Regions from separate parts of the Pan paniscus genome. Here region 1 is linked to region 2. The links are chromatin contacts, called in public Hi-C maps. All regions are on one chromosome and are shown on one strand. The core of a region is the stretch at or near the end of the contact, and the rest is flanking DNA. Distances in the headings are between cores, read along the strand shown. Region 1 holds the start of MATN1 (matrilin 1). Region 2 holds the start of SDC3 (syndecan 3).

The links. A called contact is a pair of places that touch in the nucleus more often than the background predicts.
Region 1: a contact with region 2 is called in a Hi-C map of induced pluripotent stem cells, with 5 times the contacts expected there. The contact joins the promoter of MATN1 here to the promoter of SDC3 in region 2. A contact is called at or near these places in 2 of 3 Hi-C or Micro-C datasets (fibroblasts and induced pluripotent stem cells).

The regions. Positions count from the first base shown.
Region 1 is chr1:196,115,905-196,121,751 of NHGRI_mPanPan1-v2.0_pri, forward strand. MATN1 (matrilin 1) reads left to right here and starts at 1,431. Exons shown (of 8, transcript XM_055095781.2): 1 at 1,431-3,182; 2 at 4,889-5,235. The coding sequence starts at 3,089. It overlaps LOC130540662 (a long non-coding RNA gene), which reads right to left and starts at 5,052. Exons shown (of 2, transcript XR_008954651.2): 1 at 4,918-5,052; 2 at 1-899.
Region 2 is chr1:195,928,060-195,933,631 of NHGRI_mPanPan1-v2.0_pri, forward strand. SDC3 (syndecan 3) reads left to right here and starts at 2,897. Exons shown (of 5, transcript XM_034959750.4): 1 at 2,897-3,221. The coding sequence starts at 3,084.

The DNA of each region.
Region 1 (5,847 bases), core at 181-2,680, 190 kb after region 2:
TGCCAAACAGCTGATGGTGGGCAAAGAGTGAAGGGAGCAGGCTGCCCCGGCTGATGTTGCATTTGTGTTAGCTAGGTCATTGCGAGATAACCAGGTTTGCTCTTTAGGGAAAGAGCTGATCCTGGGAGCACTGGGGAGGGAGTCCTGTGTGCTTCCCACTGAACCACACTGCCCAGGGGCCTCTCCGTGGATCACAAATGCTCTCTCTTGCATGAAATACTAACGGCTTTAAGTTTCTGGAAGCCTAAGGGATGTGAAAACAGGAGGAGGGAACAGCAGAGCCCTTCACAGCTGCCTGTTTGACTTGTGAGCAACCTTGCAGAAGGCCCCTTCGTGCATTTTTTTTCCTTCTGGCTCATACCGGACACACTGTTCTCAATTTTGAGTCCTGGGGAAAAGTGTTTCACATTTAAAAAACACAAATATTGATTTTCTTTCCTTAATGTATATGCTGAACTTTTAGATCTCCTCTCCACCACCGCCCCCAGGCCTTGCCCCTGCTATAGAATGCCAAAGCTGCCTTTTTTTTTTTTTTCTGGTGGTGGTCGGGGTGGGGACCCATCTCTGTTCCTGAAAACTTACCTGTAGTGTATTTCTGCAGCTCTGCTAATGAGCGGAGAAGTGACACAGAGAAGGCGCCTGTGTTCTTCCGAGGAGCCCATAGAACTGCCATTCAGAGGTGGAGCTGAAAGGGCTGTTTCATGGGCCAGCTGCTGCCCAGCTAACGGAGCCTTGTGCCCTGAGCCCCGGACACAGCCCTGGCTGTCAGGGGGGTTGGGGTGGGGGGAGCAGTTGGTGAGGAGACCCCAGCTCACATTCTCCTCGTTCACCTCCAGCATGGCACGAGGACAGCATTGCGTTTCTCACCACTGGTCACCGTGGATGGCCCTTGTGTGACCCTGGGTGGTTTGTAGGGAAATGGAACAGGTTCGTAGTTAGTTTTCATTCATTCCTTCATTTGCTCACCAGAGATCCTGTGCCAGGCACCATGCTGGGTCCCAGGGATTCAGTGGTGACTGAGACGGGCAAGCCCCCTGCTCGGAGGGAGCTCACGTCCTTGGGGAGACAGGTAACACCTTTATTACACCATTTTGGGAAGGGAGAGTCACCACCATCATCACACCCTGCAGCATCTCTGGAGGAGAATTCGACTTCAAAGTTGTAGCAGAAAAAGGAATCAGCAGCTTCAAGTGGTTTTTGGAATTGGGGAGGGCTGTGAATTAGGCACACATGAAATGTAAGGGGAAAAAGTCAGAAGGCAATGCTCTTAACCTCCTCCTTCTCTAACACTGGTGCAAAGGGGAGTGAGGCCTGAGCTTTAGGCTTGGCTCTGCCCCTAAACTGGCTGGTGGCTTCGGGTAAGTCAGTGAACCTCTCTGGGCCTCAGTTTCTCCATCTGACAAATGGGCCAACAGACTCAGATCTGCTGACTTCACAGGTTTGTTGGGTGAGCAAATGAGATAGAGTGGTAGAGTGAGTAACTTTGCCATGTCAAGGGTGGAAGGGATTGTTATAATTATTGCTAAAGAGTGTGGTAGCAGTGAGTTGGGTCTGCTGCACCCAGCAGTCGCTTTTTGTCTGTACATTTCCTTTTATTGAGGTATAATTTACACAGAGTGAAGTGCATAGGTCCCAAGTCTTAGGATTCTGCCTCCTGGAGCAATGACAATCCTTTAACTCCATCTCCACTTCTGTCCCCCTCTTGCCCCTCACATGGGGCAGGCAGATCAAGAACGACCATTCCCACTGCACCATGGCAAGCTGAGGCTCAGAGAGGTTAAGTCACCAGCTCCAGGTCACACAGCCAGTTAGGAGCAGAAGTGGCTTTGAACCTGGATCTCTCAGGTAGCCAAGCCCATGCTCTTTCTGCTCTATCTCATGAACTACTTGACCCAAATGCAAAGAAGGGGATCGTTCCTGCTGATGTTACTTTGTTTAGAAGGCTTTATCTTTGCCTTCTCTGTGCTGGGCCTGATGCAGAGTTGAATCCACAGGCTCACAGGTGAGGTGGGCCAAGCAGGGACCCACAGGAGGAAGAGATGGGCAGGGAGAAGCCACCTACATCAAGCTACACTGAGACAGCAGCATGGCTGAGAGCTGGGCCTGGGGCTCTATCCTGGCAATAACACTTCTTAGCTGTGTAACTTCAGACAAGTTATTTTACCTCTCTGTTCTTTAACAGTAGCTGCTTTACAAAGTTGTCAAGAGGATTAACTGAGAAACCTCATCTAACTCCTTTGCTCCTTGAATCAACCCTAGGAGGCGCTATTACCATCCCTAGTTTCCAGACGAGCAATCTGAGACATGAGAGGTGAAGTCACTTGCCCATGGTCACACAGGTGGTTTGCTGGTATAGCAAACCCAGGTAACCTGGCTCCCAAGTCTGTGCTCTTAACCATGGTCTCCACTGCCCTGCCCATACTAACAGTGAAGGTACATGTTAGCCCTAATTATGACCTTGAAAGATTCTACAAGGCAGAGAGTTAGTGAGAGGAAAGGATTCTGGGCAGATGGCCCTGCATGTGTGATGGCCTGGAGGCCTTCGAGGAGAATCCAGGGGTAGCTGGAGAGCAGGGTGTGTGCGGAGAGCAGGGCACAGTGAGGCTGGGGAAGGGGAAGTGAATTTAATGAGAAACTTGGGGTTGTGAGTGGGGGAAGGATTTGGGTGTGGGATGAAGGTGCAGGACAGGGCTGGGCTGGGCCGGGCCATTGGACTCAGGTATGCCTAGGCTTGGGGTGGAGCTTCAAGGCAGCGCGGGCTCCAGCCCCTGGAGGAGCCACCCCCCACCCACCTGAGATTTCCCAAATTCCAGCTGCCGTTCTAGTTGCTTCTGCAAGCAAAGGAGCCCTTGTGGTCAGAGGGGCCTCTGAAGCCTGGGCCAGGCGCTCCCGCCCTCTCAGGGCACACACACCTCCATTCAGCCCAAGCCCCGCCCTTGGGGGGGCTGGGGGCCAGGGCGGGCTGCCCCCACGTCAGTCGTCAGTTGGGGGCCACCTGACCCAAAGGCTGGGCGGGCAGTGGGGTTGATAAGACCTGGACCCCACTGGTCCCACAACCGTGCCGACTGCTGCCCGTGCTGCCAGAACTATGAGGGTCCTCTCTGGCACTAGCCTCATGCTCTGCAGCCTGCTGCTGCTGCTCCAGGCCCCGTGCAGCCCTGGCCTCGCCCCCCAGTCCAGAGGTGAGGGGGCCTGCGTGAGAAGGGGGCTACTGAGCTAGTGGGCCCTGACCCTCAGCACTGGGGGCTGGGTACCGATATGGCAGGGAGCACATGGGATCCAGGATGGGGAAGGGAGCAGGGCGGCAGTGGTGGGCAGTGGGCTGGTGCAGGAGCAGACAGGGACCATGGTGCTTATAAGGGTCAGGGCAGGGGTGCTCCTCAGCCCTCAGGGACCATGCATGAGGCAGGGACCTTGGTCTTCCAGGTCTCTGGGGAGCAGAAGCTACTCAGAGAGCTGGCTGACGTCTGGAGCGGCACCAAGCCCAGGGCTGAGCCCATGGCTCTTTGATGACAGCAGACCTGGGATGCCAAGAGCTCATGCCCCCTTTGCGGGTCCTTCCAGCCTTGGGCTCCCTGGGGGCAATAACACCCCCCAGAGTTTCAGGTTTGGGCACTGAGTCCTGGAATGCCCATTCTTCCTGTACAGATGGGGAAACTGAGGTCAGTGAGGGCCTAAGACCACACAGTGAGATAGCCCCAGAGCCTCTAGGTTATTGATCTACTGCTGTACGGTGTGGCCAATTCCCTTTCCCTCTTTGGGTCTCAGTTTACCCATTTGTAGCCTTAGCTAGTAGACGGCAGGGAGCCAGCTGCATGGTGATTTCTAAGGTCTCCTGAGGAACTCTGATGTCCAGAGCCCCAGTCTAGGGCACTGTGAGTTACTGTGACTTGGGGGTTGGGACGGCCCTGCACGTTTCCCCTTTCCTCTTTGGGATTGGCTCTGCTCAGCTCAGACTCCGCATGGGATGGGGAGGGAAGGGCCTTTGTAGTGAGACCTTCCTGACTGCAGGCCCAGGCCAGCGACAGTAGCCTTATTCTCTCCACTGGACATGTGAGATCACAGAGGCTCAGAAAGGTGCAATGATCTGCCCAGGGCCCCACAGAGTGGCTGAGCCAGGATTTGAACCCAGGCCTGAACTCACTCTGACCCTGCATACTTCCCAGCACAGGGTGCTGCCTTCTTGGGTCTCTGGAGGACATTGCTCCTCGGGGGTGTGTCTTGGTGTGCACCTGATCAGGCTGCCGAGGTGGCCACCAGGAATTCCTGCTCCTTTTCCCTGTCTTCAGCAACCCGCCAGCAGGCACTGCCAGGCTGAGGGAAACTGGTTCCACTTTGGTGATTTGCTTTGATGCTCAGATGAAAGAGGCCATGTTGACGGGCACTGCTTTGGCTCTCAAGCCTGTGCCCATGCCTGGAGGGCCCATCCTTGGTACCCTCCTGCCCAGCTAGAAGAAATAACTGCCCTTGTTTCTGGCAGCAAGTCTGGGCTGAAACCTAAATGTGTTTTCAAGGCCGCAGGGTCCTTTGCCACCCCTGGAATACTCATTGCTTGCCTGGCCCCCTGCTGGCTCCTCAAAACATCCTGTAAGGAGGGATTGCTAGCTCACTGCTCAGATGAGGAAACTGAGGCTCAGAGAAGTGAAGCAAATGGCCCAAGGCCAGGCTTGGCCCTCTGTGTTCCCCATGGGCTGAGCAGGGGGCCTTTGGCAAGTTGCTTGCTGGTGTCTGCATGTTGACAAAAGGGCTCAGCTGCCCAGCTGAAGTTTGCAGCCTACTGGGCCCGAGGCCTCGCACCTGGATCTAAGAAGCCGCGTTCTGTGTCCTCAGGCCCAGTCCCTGACCTGTGTCTCTGCTCTCTGCCTTACCCCTCCTGCCCCACTCCCAGGCAATCTCTGCCGGACGCGGCCCACGGACCTGGTGTTTGTTGTCGACAGCTCTCGCAGCGTTCGGCCTGTTGAATTTGAGAAAGTGAAGGTATTCCTGTCCCAGGTCATCGAGTCGCTGGACGTGGGGCCCAATGCCACCCGGGTGGGCATGGTCAACTATGCCAGCACTGTGAAGCAGGAGTTCTCGCTGCGGGCTCACGTCTCCAAGGCCGCACTGCTGCAGGCTGTGCGCCGTATCCAGCCGCTGTCCACAGGCACCATGACTGGCCTGGCCATCCAGTTCGCTATCACTAAAGCCTTCGGCGATGCAGAGGGTGGTCATTCCAGGTCCCCTGACATCAGCAAGGTACGTGCACGCCACCCTGCTAGGATGCTGCTGTTTGGAGGCTCCCGCTCAGAGTTATGAGCTTTGCCTGCAGACACTTTGATTCCCATGATGCCCCGTGAGGTGGCCATTTCATAGCTGGGGAAACAGGGTCAGAGAGGGGCGGTCATTAGACAGAGGTCACCAGTTGCAAGTGACAGAGCTGGGATTTGAAGCCACCTTTACCCAACCTTTCCATCCTAGGAGCTCACAATCATTTCAGTTTAGTTGACCTTGGTTCCTGACCAGTCTGAGCCCCTTGAAGACATTGCAGACAGGCCAGATGCTTATGGGAGGAGTGAAGGTGTGGCCTCCGCCACCAGCCTGTCTGGGTTCATGCCCTGCTCCACCATACTAGCTGTGCCACCCTGAGCAAGTGACGTCATGTCACTGGTCCTCGGTTTCCTCACCTGTAAAATGGGAGTAATGATAACACCTTCTCCAAGTGCTGCTATGAGGACTGAGTTCATAAACATAAGGCTTCCCATCATGGCATTCGATAATTTTTAATTTCATAATTCTCTGAGGGCAGGGGCTCAGAAATGGAAGGGCTGTGCTGCCACCTGTGCTGTCAGTGAGGGCTCCAGGCAGAGG
Region 2 (5,572 bases), core at 1,647-4,146:
GCTTGAGGGCAGGAAATGTGTGCATCTGTGAACCCCAGGGAGACCTGGGACCGGGGGGGAGCGAGATGAGAAGGACCTTCAGGGGCCCAGACCTGTCTTAGTTCTGGCTGTGACCAGTGTCTTTGAAGAGCAGCAGGTGGCGCTCCTGGCCTGTCCAGACCAAAGATTCTCCACTGCCCCGCCCCCACCTCTTCCCCAGGATGTCAGGGAAGTGGAGTTGCTGCTTCCAGAAGTCTCAGAGCTGGCAGGAACCTCTGAAGATGGGCCATGCTCACTGCCCATCTTACTCATGGAAACCATCCTAATGGTCTCCCTGCTAGATAGTTCTCCGAGCCTTGAATACCTCTCAAGACAGGATACTTACTGCCTCTTAGAATTGCCACTGCTGTCTGTGGCCAGCTGACATCTGGCTCCTCATAATCCCCACTCTAACCCTGCCGGCCCTTTGGGAGCGCCTCAGGGTTGGTCTGTTCCTGGGATCTGCTCAGCATCTCTGAAAGATGATGTTATCCCTACATCTGAGTCCCTTCCTTTATAAGCTTCATCCCAGCCACCTTCATTGAACTCCATTACGATGGCAGGGAAGAGCTCATGTAATCCTCACAACCTGGTACCTGGCCTGGCACACAGCAGGCACCCAATTTATACTTGCTAAATGAATGAATGAATGAACTCCGCGTGATCATTATCTCTATATTACAGCTGGGAAATTGAGGCTCAGAGAGGTTAAGTCACACATCCAACACAATACAGCTCATAACTGGCAGAACTGGGATTTGAACCCAGGTACTTGGCCGACCCAGAGCCAGAGCTCTTCAATTCCAAGCTGTGCTACCTCAACAGAAACCAGCTTCCCACCTATTGCACCCCATCAGCCTCCCTGCCCATCTCCCCAAGGTGCCAGTCAAATTTGGATCGAGCATTGATGTCACGCCAAAAGATTTGAGAATTGAATTTTCAGAGGCTGGGACCTCAGAATTCCTAGTTCGAAAGTCTCCCTGTCTTCCCTGTCCAGGATCCCTGTCAAAGGGTGGTGAGCTTGCCTTTCATACCCTTTAGGGACTGGGCTCTCCCTCCCTCCTGGGGAGCCCCTTCTAATTCATCTCTACTTTATGTTGAGTTGACCTTTGTCCCCTGGTCCTCCTCCCAAGGGCCCTGCAGGACAAGTCCAGTTACCCCCAACACCAAAAACCCATGGCTGGTCCCCCAGAGTCTCTTCCTCTAGGCCTGCCCCTCCATTCATCCTGGTTTTGGTTCCCCTTTCCTTGAGGGAATTGTTCCAGTTTCAACTCAATTTCGTTCCCCTATTTTCTTTTCTTTTCTTTTCTTCTTTTTTTTTTTTTTGAGAAGGAGTCTCGCTCTGTCGCCCAGGCTGGAGTGCAGTGGCGCGATCTCGGCTCACTGCAAGCTCCGCCTCCCGGGTTCACGCCATTCTCCTGCCTCACCCTCCTGGTAGCTGGGACTACAGGCGCCTGCCACCACGCCCGGCCAATTTTTTGTATTTTTAGTAGAGACGGGGTTTCACCATGTTGGCCAGGATCTCCTGACCTCGTGATCCGCCCGCCTCGGCCTCCCAACGTGGTGGGATTACAGGCGTGAGCCACCACGACCGGCCTGATTTCATTCCTATTTTCTAATGGCAGGCTCTAAGCTGGGTGCTGGGACACAGGGGCCAGAGAGGAGAGTAACTGAGGGTAGAGACGTCCAGCCAGCTGTCATCAGCAAATAACCTCTTCTTGCTGGCTCTCAGCTTCCCCACCTAAGAAGTGAAGATATTGACAGACCGACCTTATGGGGTTCCTGAGAAATGATATAACACATGAAAGCGCTGGGCACCTGGCATGTGGTCAGGGTTCAAGAAATGTTTCACTCTCCCCTATCTTGCCCCAAAACACTTGGATGGGGGTGAGCCCCAGTAAATGGGAAACACGTTCATTGATTCAGCAAATTTGGATTGAGCATCGATGTCATGCCGAGCTCTGTGCTGGTGCTGGGGACATAGCAGTGAACAAGACAGACACAAAACCCTGCCCCCGCTGGAGCTAACACGCCATTGGAGACTTGGAGAAGTAAGAACAGCATGGGGTATGCCGCGGGGGATGAAGGTTAAGGGGGAAAAGGCACCGTGACCACACAGGGTAGAAAGACCACCAGCGCTAGAGACTGCCACTCAGAGATGTACTTTTCTCGCCATCCTGCACTGGAGGGGGTGGTCCCATTCAACCATGGGGGGTCTGAGTCTCAGAGAACTGGGGGCCTTGCTGGAGGCGCACAGCTGGTGTGGAAGCAGCTGCGCTCAGGTCTGCGTGGCTTTTCCTCTGCAGATCCACAGTGACAGGGCCCAGAAGTGACCACCCCCGTGGTCCCCTGGGGAGACCGAGGCCCAGAGAGGGCCGGGCCCTGATCTGAGGTCACACAGCCCCTGGGTGTCCTGGAGGCATGAAAGCCCGTGGTCTTGGATGACCTCTGGCCCACTGGGTGGACTGGCTGAGTGTGTGAGGGTGACGATGGGAGTCCAGGAAGAGCCACAGGGGGAGGCTGTAGATGAAAACGCCCATGCGACCCCTCCGCTCGGCGACTTCAGGGAGCCAGGCCCGGGCCCTGGTATCCCACGCGGGACCCTTCCCTTCTACCTAGCACGGCGGCCGCGGAGGTGCGTCCGGCGGGCTCCGCGCCCTCCAGCCCCGGGATCGGCGAGGCCGGCTGCTCACTCAGGTGTCCGGGTGCCCACTCGGCAGCGCGGGGCTCCCTCTGGGTGGGGGCGGGGGCTGGGACTGGGGTCAGAGGGCGCGGAGCCCGCGGGGGGCGCACTGGGCCCGCCCCGCCCCGGCCCCTCCTCCCGCTCCGCCCGCGCTGGGGGCGGCCCGGCGGCGGCGGCGGCGGCGCACGCTTCCTGCGGGCGCGGCCGCTGTGGGCGCGGAGCTGCGAGGCGGAGCCGGGCGGCCGAGCCGGGAGCCCGCGAGCCTAGAGCGCGTCGGTCCAGCCGCCGGGCCGCGCCGCCGCCAAGCAGCCGCCCCGCGCGCCGCGCCTCGGGAACAAAGGCGCCCGCCCGCCGCCCGCCGCCCGCCGCCCGCGCCGCCGCCATGAAGCCGGGGCCGCCGCACCGTGCCGGGGCCGCCCACGGGGCCGGCGCCGGGGCCGGGGCCGCGGCCGGGCCCGGGGCCCGCGGGCTGCTCCTGCCACCGCTGCTGCTGCTGCTGCTGGCGGGGCGCGCCGCGGGGGTGAGTGACACGCGCCCGGATCTCCGCCACTGCTCCCCGGGGCCGCCCCCCGCGCGGGGTGCCGGTCCCCGCCCGCGACCCCCCCTCCGGGACCCCGCTCCCTCCCCCCCGGCTGCTTCCCCCGGAGCCGCGGTCCCTGCCACCCCTCGACCCTCCCCCCAGCGCCCCTTTCCGCACCCTGCTCCCCCCGCCCCCGGAATCTCCCCCTAGCTGGCATCCGCGGGGGAGAGGCCGCCCCCGCCGCTGGTCATCTTCGGGGGGCCCATCTCTCCTTCCTTTTGGGACCCCTCCCCAGAGGGAATCCCGGGAGGGAACCCGATCGCGGGTCCTCAGCCCTGTTCCCCCACCTCCCAGTGGCTCCGGGAACTGTCTCCCCGGGGACGAAGCGGGACCCCTGCGCTGGCCTGGGAGGCGCGAGAAGGACCCGGCGGCGGGCTGGGGGTCGCCGTCCCGGCTGGGTGTGTCTTGGGGTGGGAGTGAGCCTGGCTTTTGCCTCGTGGGTGTGCCCAGACCATGGCCACTTTTTGGGAATCGGATCGGTTCCCCCTCCGAGGGGAGGGTGTGCATTTGGTTCTTCCCAGGGTCGCGGCAGCCGGCCAGGGCAGTGGGCCCGGGAGGGGGAGGTGGAGGTGGAGGGTGACTTGGTGAAGGTGACCTGAGGGGGGAGTGAGGGTAACCCTGTGTGTGGGCGTGTGTGGGCGTGTGTGGCCAACTCAGTGAGGGGTGCGGGGACCTGTGGGGCGTGTGCAGGTGAAGGATGTGTCTGCCACATGGGTGGATGCCAGCGTGCCCTCCCGTCCGTGGTCGTGGGAGGGTGACCCATTGTGCATGATGTGTGCCTGTGCCTGGCTGGGCCACTGTTGGCTATGGCCGTGTGTGGCTGCAGTGGGTGAGGGTGTGTGTGTGAAAGACCTCTGGTGGGCGTGTGCTTGGACCCATGAATGTGTGTGAGTGCACATAGCAGCGTGTGAATGCAGGTGCATGGGGGACCCTGGACATGGGACGAGGACCCCTGAGGGGAACCAAGCATGTGCAGGTGGAGGTGATGGTATGTATGAGGTGACCCTTGAGTGTCCCTTTGAGTGACCGTAGCAGCCATGCTTGGTCCCAGCTCCGTCAGGGAGGGCAGAGAAAGGAAGGACCTCATCCCCCTTTGAGGGATCCAGGCCCCAGATGAGTTCTTGTTGGACAAGTGTCCAGGTTCTGGCTCAGGCTGGCTGGGGATTTCTAGGTCCAGCCTCCCGGGTTGGTTCCAGGAGCTGTGCTGTCCTGCATCCCCCAGGCTGAAAAGGACCCAGGCCTCTCAAGCAACACTGGGTGCCCAGCCGCCCTCTGCAAGTTCCTTCCCTCTCCCAGCCTCAGTGGGCCAGTCAGTAAGACAGAAGGAGGACAGGCAGGGGCTCCAAGCTTGCTTCTTGGATGGACAGGCCCCTCCTCAGCCTTCCCCATCTAGGGGGCTGTCAGCTGGAGGGAGGGGAAGTGTTAAGGGCTGACCTGTGTGAAGTGCCTGCTGGCCAGGGTGTCTCATTCCCAGCTCTCCCCTAAGTGGGGTGAGAGGAAGAGGTCCCTGGGAGGGATAGAGACCCAGCACACCCTAGCAGCTGGGGTCGCCTTCTCAGCCAAATTTCTGAAAGACCATCCTTAAAATCAAAGGCTTGGGAATCACACAACCCTGGGTTCCAATCCTGCTACCCCCGCCGATTCGTGGCATGGTTTGGGCAGGTCCTCTTACTTCTCTGACCCTTGGTTGTCCCTCTGTGAAATGGGGCTAATGACCCCTTCCTCAGAGGGCAAAAATTCAATGGGATGACTGACGAGTGTCCTGAGAAGGAGCTCAGGAGTCATGTGGTGTGCACATGAATGAAAGGGGCTCAGGACAGAAAGTTTTAGACTTGGAGGCCAGGTGGAGCGCTGGGCAGGCCACTTTCCTTGCTGAATAAGGCTAATAATTCATACTCCACGAGGTGGTGGAAGGACTTAGTGAGAGCATTTAATAGCCTCATGCACAGTAGGGCCTCGCAACGCGGGTGACCTGAATCTGAGAGATGTGGCTCAGACCCAGTGTTGGGTGGCAGATCAAGCAGACCCCGAGAGTCTGAGCCCAGAGGCTGAAATGGTGGGTGGGGCCTGGGGGAGGGCAGGGACTGGGGCGCCTGGTGAGGTGGTGGGAAGTGGAGTGTCCTCCAGGCCTCACATCTTCCCATGGGTCAAGCTGTCAAGGAGGGGCATCATCCCTCTTGTCCTCATCTGGCTTGGGAGGAAAAGGGTTAATGGGTGGTACCTGGTTGCCGGGGTTCCGCACCAGAGGGAGAGGGCAGTGCCTGCAGCAGGAGGGACTGAGGTTAGATCAG